Linked DNA regions of Mus musculus: region 2 is linked to region 1. Evidence: chromatin contacts called from public HiChIP or PLAC-seq data. All regions are on one chromosome and are shown on one strand. Each heading gives the region's core, a stretch centred on a gene start, on an enhancer-like site or on the middle of the called end of the contact. The rest is flanking DNA. Distances are from core to core; before and after follow the strand shown.

Region 1 (2,700 bases), core at 109-2,608:
CTGACGAAAGGGTGGGAAGGAACATCCTGAAGATACAGCGCGCAGTAATGGAAAATACACACAGCGTCCATTCCCAGAAAGCACAGTGCTCTGTTGACCACAAAGACACTGGCGTCAGGTCAAATGCTTCCCAGCTCTCCCCCTTGGGTTAATGCTAACTTATCCCCCAAGGGTTTCTGGGAGGTCTCCTTCCCCTTGTACATCTCCTTCCTGTTTCAGTTTTCCACGCCCAAGCCTTGCCTTTACCTCCTGCTGCTTTCTTGAAGTCTGCTGCCAAGTTCCCGGCCTCCCTCAGAGGTGTGCTGTCCACAATGAGCAGTTTCTGCAAGTCAGCTAAGTCCTCTAGTCTCTTCTGCTGAACGGTCATCTCGACCTACGGTTATCCATCATTACCCTGAGACACCTGGACTATAAAGAGAGTAAAGGAAGGAAGGAAGTGTGTGTCTGTCTGTGTCTCTATATGTCTCTCTGTGTGTGTATGTGCATGTCTGTCTGTCTGACTGACTGTCTGTCTGTCTTGGGGTGAATTTGATCATGAAGGGCTTCAGAGCCAGGGAAGGATCTGATACATGCTCTTCACTGTGGTGGCGGGGGGGGGGGGGGGGGCGGCAGGGAGAACCAGCCATGTTCACAACCTTCTGGGATTACAGGTGCGCACATCACCTCTTAAGGTTTCCAACACCTCAGAATTACCACACAGGGTCCAAGTCTGCAGAGCATGCCCCTGGACAATAACCCTCAGGCACCCAGACAGGAAACCTGACTGCAGGATTCTGAAAGCCGCCTTCACTGAGAGCTCATGTCAACAGCTGGTCAAACAGCATCACCGGCTTAGCTGACAACGTACTAAGGAGCCCACATTCTTCCCCTCACACCCCCTTACCTGTGAGCACTTCCACTTGGAAGCAGTCCAGCTGTTGCTGCGGCCAGATGGCTCTGAGATGCGTGCTGAGGCACATCTGAGAGGCAACATCTGGAGAGCTTGGGATCTCATCTTTTTTGCTAAAAATGTGCCCGAGGGAGGGGAAGCTTCAGGAAGAAAAATGCAACGCTTTGGTGACTGACTGTTGTGAGGAGAATGAGGCGTCAGAGTTTTTCTGCCTTGATTAAAACTTCTGCGGAACAAAGAAAAAAATCCACCTAAAATCCTAATTGAAACCTGCTTAATACCACAGATAATGGCAAAGGCTCTTGAGTCCTGTTAGGGAGATGCCATTCCTTGTCCTGACACGGGTGATCACAAGCTTCAGTGTCTTTAGTGCAGGCTTATGAAGAGGCTGGACCACTTGTAATGTCTGTGTTGAAATCATCTGTCCAGCAGTGATGACAGGTGACAGCAGCCCTCCGTGAGTATATCTGACCAGTAAATTTGGGACAAATAACCGTTCTACCTTGTGACAAGCCTGGATGAGATAATGCACAAGAGAGATTTGCAAAACAAAGAGCGCTTTGTAGGCTGGAAAGCGATACATGAATACATCATCTGATAAATACAGACCATTTGGGCAGAAGCCACTGTACAGAAAACTGACTTCACTGGACAGAAAGTTGCCGTGAAGTCCAGCAAAGGGGAGATGATTCTCTCTGGAACCCCAACACGCACAGGGTTATTCTTTTCCGAGGTAAAGGGTCGACTTGCATTACAGACCTTGACTGAGAAGTGAAGGCAGCTCTAGTTTTTCCTAACTTTGAAATCATTCTTTGTAGACCATTGTCCTAATTGGAGACTTCCTTCCTCATTACAGGCTCTAGACTCTCTGGAAGCCACAAAGGGTCAATGCATTCTTCTGCAGAGGCATCTCTGAGAGTAGACTAGATAATATGCATTTACCAGTCCTTGAAAATTTGTTTATTAATGAACAAATAGATGTGCTTCACTTTTTTATACATCTCTATATTTCCATTTGTGCAATACAATTTATTATCTTTGCTATGCAACAATCTGCTCCAAAGCTTAATCACCCAACATAATGATTCATTACTTTCCTGTGTCTGTGGCCTGACTGGGCAGCTCTGCTGTCCTGGCACTGGACCACTGACATGGCTGCAGCCCGCTGAGGCTGCACCAATAGCTCAGCCTGCAGCTGAACCTTTAACCACACAGCCTTCGTTTATAAGAAAGAGGACTATCTTCCTTCTGTGACCACAGATGATCTAAGGCAAACCTCCATAGCCCAGTCTTACCGAGCTGATGCCTGCCTGTGTGGAATTTACTGATATTCCTGCAGCCACCACAGGTTACAAGCTGGAGCCCAAAGCTAATGACAAGAAACTAACCAGGAAATGTGAGTGTTGGCAGCCCTGGTGTGATCATCTGCAGCACTGTGCTTCATTTACTGTAAACACATCCAACAGGATCATAAGGCCAATGAGATAGGATGGCACAGTGGGTAGAGGCACTCAGACCTAGTGACCTGAGCTGTATCCCAGGATTCCACCAGGTAGCAGAAGAGAACTGAGTCCTGAGAATTGTCCTCTGACTTCAAATGTGCACCTGCATTCAACACACAAACACACACCAAAGCATCTACACACACGACGTACATACATACACACTCATACAGAGCACCTGCACACACATGCTATACACACACACACAAACACACACGAGCACCTGTACACACATGGTCTATACACATGATGTACACATACACAAATAAATAAAATTGAAAAGGATTACAGAATCAATTCTACGGTCCT
Region 2 (2,700 bases), core at 120-2,619, 100 kb before region 1:
TGGATCTTTCATTTATCCTGGCTACAACCTCCTAAAATTATCTATCATTCACCGAGAGGTTGGGAATTATTCTGTTATGAAATCCCTGCATCTTACTAAGTGAACCATTTTTCTTATACTCACGCATGATACAAGATAAAATGCTTGTTATTGTGGCATGATAACATGCTGCCATCGAGCCATTTACTGACCACTAATGGATCTTAGCCAAGTGCTTGGTTTTGGTGCTGAACATACATCTAAAATCTATTTAATTTAATTAATAAGGGAACCTATATGTGGCTATAGTATTAGTTCAGGGTCATATTTATGGCCTTTGATCCTATCTTGATCATTTTTTCAACTCGATGATGTAGGTGACTACTTAACTTTGGCTTTTATTGCCTGTAAACTAGGGGTAATACCTAGTTTACCTACTCGATAAAGCTTGGATGAGACACTTCAATGAGACACTCCTAGCAATGTGCTTAGCATGAAGCCTGGCTAAGAGGACAGGATCTGGCTATGCTTTATATTAGGGAGTGGAACATCTGCAATAGCGCCCCTGTCTTTACAGATGAAATTTTAACCACATATAGGTCTCTATCTACATGAACAGTACGTGTATTCCATGCTTCCTGACCAAACTACCCTTGAGGTCTCACTTTTTGCTTAATCCTTATGATTAGGATTCTAAGGGGAGAATGCTGGAGGACACTGTTAGCCAGTCAGATGGCAGAAACCTGACAGTGTACTCATGGCTGTGTATACCACCTATGAGACCCACATCTGTGTCACCTCACATACTCTATGGGGTATCTTTGGCACATACTCCATAGAGTGCACAGAAGAGCTGAAGTGATCAGAAAGTATGGTAGCCTAAGGAAAATATCCTTTCAAGAGAACTCAAGTCCCAGCTAAATTACTAGTGAGGAAATTTCCAGTCGATTCCTTTCATTGTTGTCTTCCGGAGTGGCTTTATAACAGTTAAAATCCCCAAAGTCAGAGCTTCCAAATCCGAAGGCTTGGGAGTGGGGATAAGGAGGAAGGGAGAGAAAGGACCGTGTTTGGAGTGTTTCCCACATGAAGTTATTTTGGGATCTGGGTTGCTAGGTGTCCACATAAAATATCTTCACCAGGAAAGGGAGTTGAACACATTTTTGCTCAAGACTTTTTTCAGCTGTTTGTCAAAGCTAGTGGTGGATAGAAAGAAACCAGAGGCAAAGACTGCTCCTTGCATTTGACACCCGGGAGGCCCTTCCCTCAAAACCAACATTTGGGTGACTACCATCTATAGACTTGAGCTTTGTGAGTCATGAGCCCACTCATGCTTGAAGAAGTCCCTCCAGGCCATTTAGATGTCTGAGTTGTTCTTTATACAAACAGTAAGGAGAAGCTTTCTCAGTTAGCCAGATCAGTGAGCAACATGAAACTTCACCCCTGAGCCCCCCTCACTCTGCATCATCCAAACCAGGCCTTCCTTTCCATTGACCCACTCACTCTCTATCAAATGCGGTAGATTTGGAAAGTTCCCATGTTATAGTCAAAGGAAAATCTCACTGTAATCCATAAAACTGTGTCCCTGGACCTCTAGGCCATTGGATCAATGAACAATCCTTTTAGTTCCAACTAACAAAAGCAATAGAGCAGTTTACTTACCACAGGGGGCAGAGACTGGCATCCTTAGAAGATGAGTGGGGGCTCCTCTTCTCTGCATCTTCTAGATTGCCCTGAGCTTGGAGCTGACCAGTTCACTCCAGTGGGCTGGATGTGGAAGTGCTAATGGCCCACAAAACCTCCCCAAAGAATATTTCCTTTTTTTTTTTAACCATTCTGGATTTGATTCCAGACCCAGAGCGATCTGGGAACTATGCATTGAAAGAGTGCATCCTCTATTGTATCCCACTAACTTATTTGATATGGACTAAGTCACCAGAGAGAAAAGCAACATTTAGCTGAGTCAGAAGAGATGCAGGAGCAGAGTCTTCTCATTGTTCAGGGACCTGTCTGGCTGACTCAGAAGGTTCTGCCCCTTACTCTTTCCAACACTCACCTGCAGCATCTGAAGAACAGGAGATGGGTGTTTGCTGGGTGTGGCTCATAACTTTCAGACTTTGTTGCACTCCCATATTCTACCAAACACAGAGCAAGTGACAGAAAAGAACAGAGGACCCTTACCTTATGAAGGTCAATTATAGATTCAGATGCTTAGTGATACTATTGTGAGCAGTTTCTGCTCCGCCATCCTTACTGTGTTGGCTTTGTTCTCATGCCCTTATGCCATGGTCCTGAGGTGGCTACTTCCATGGGAGATGTTAGGTGTGCTGGTATGCCCACCTTCCAGGAAGGAAGAAAGGGAAATGAGAAACCTGTTTCTCAAGCTAGAGTGTCTCTTTACTTACCAAGGGGAAGTCTTTCATTCTGTCTCATTAAGTTCACCATCCTACAACTTGACTATGTAGGATGGATAAGAGAAATGGCCAATCAAAATCCATCCAAAGGAGGTTAAACAAATCACAATCCACTCAGGGGACTCTTCATTCTCCTCATATGGGATCTTAATCTGTGCTGGAGTAGACTGAGGTCCCAGTAGGAGGCACAAGGCACATGGGGAGTGGCTTTTACCTGTAACAGAATAATACAAGTTGGGTGGCTTATAAACAGTAGAATTTATCCTTGAAACTCTGGAGATGGGAAAGCCAACATGCAAGAGCTACAGAT

The links. HiChIP or PLAC-seq counts read pairs in DNA pulled down with a chosen protein or histone mark.
Region 2: a contact with region 1 is called in an H3K27ac HiChIP or PLAC-seq map of the NIH/3T3 cell line, with 2.6 times the contacts expected there. The contact joins the enhancer-like site here to the promoter of A230001M10Rik in region 1. A contact is called at or near these places in 1 of 39 promoter capture datasets (the 3T3-L1 cell line), 1 of 15 datasets of contacts at CTCF or cohesin (the NIH/3T3 cell line), 6 of 484 Hi-C or Micro-C datasets (3T3-L1-derived adipocytes, adipose-derived mesenchymal stem cells, cortical neurons and 2 more) and 2 of 115 datasets of contacts at active chromatin or transcription factors (the NIH/3T3 cell line and embryonic stem cells).

Annotation. Positions count from the first base shown.
Region 1 is chr3:102,261,063-102,263,762 of GRCm38.p6, reverse strand. It overlaps A230001M10Rik (RIKEN cDNA A230001M10 gene), which reads right to left and starts at 1,358. Exons shown (of 4, transcript NR_040391.1): 1 at 884-1,358.
Region 2 is chr3:102,363,105-102,365,804 of GRCm38.p6, reverse strand. No RefSeq gene overlaps it. Among named protein-coding and RNA genes, the nearest start is that of Gm40110, 8.3 kb to the left of the region's middle. Within about 2 kb of position 1,369, at least 45 of the 459 cell types and tissues checked have an H3K27ac peak or open chromatin away from gene starts, as enhancers often do. A contact at or near this core is called in the NIH/3T3 cell line, cortical neurons, embryonic fibroblasts and 1 more, where this site is marked.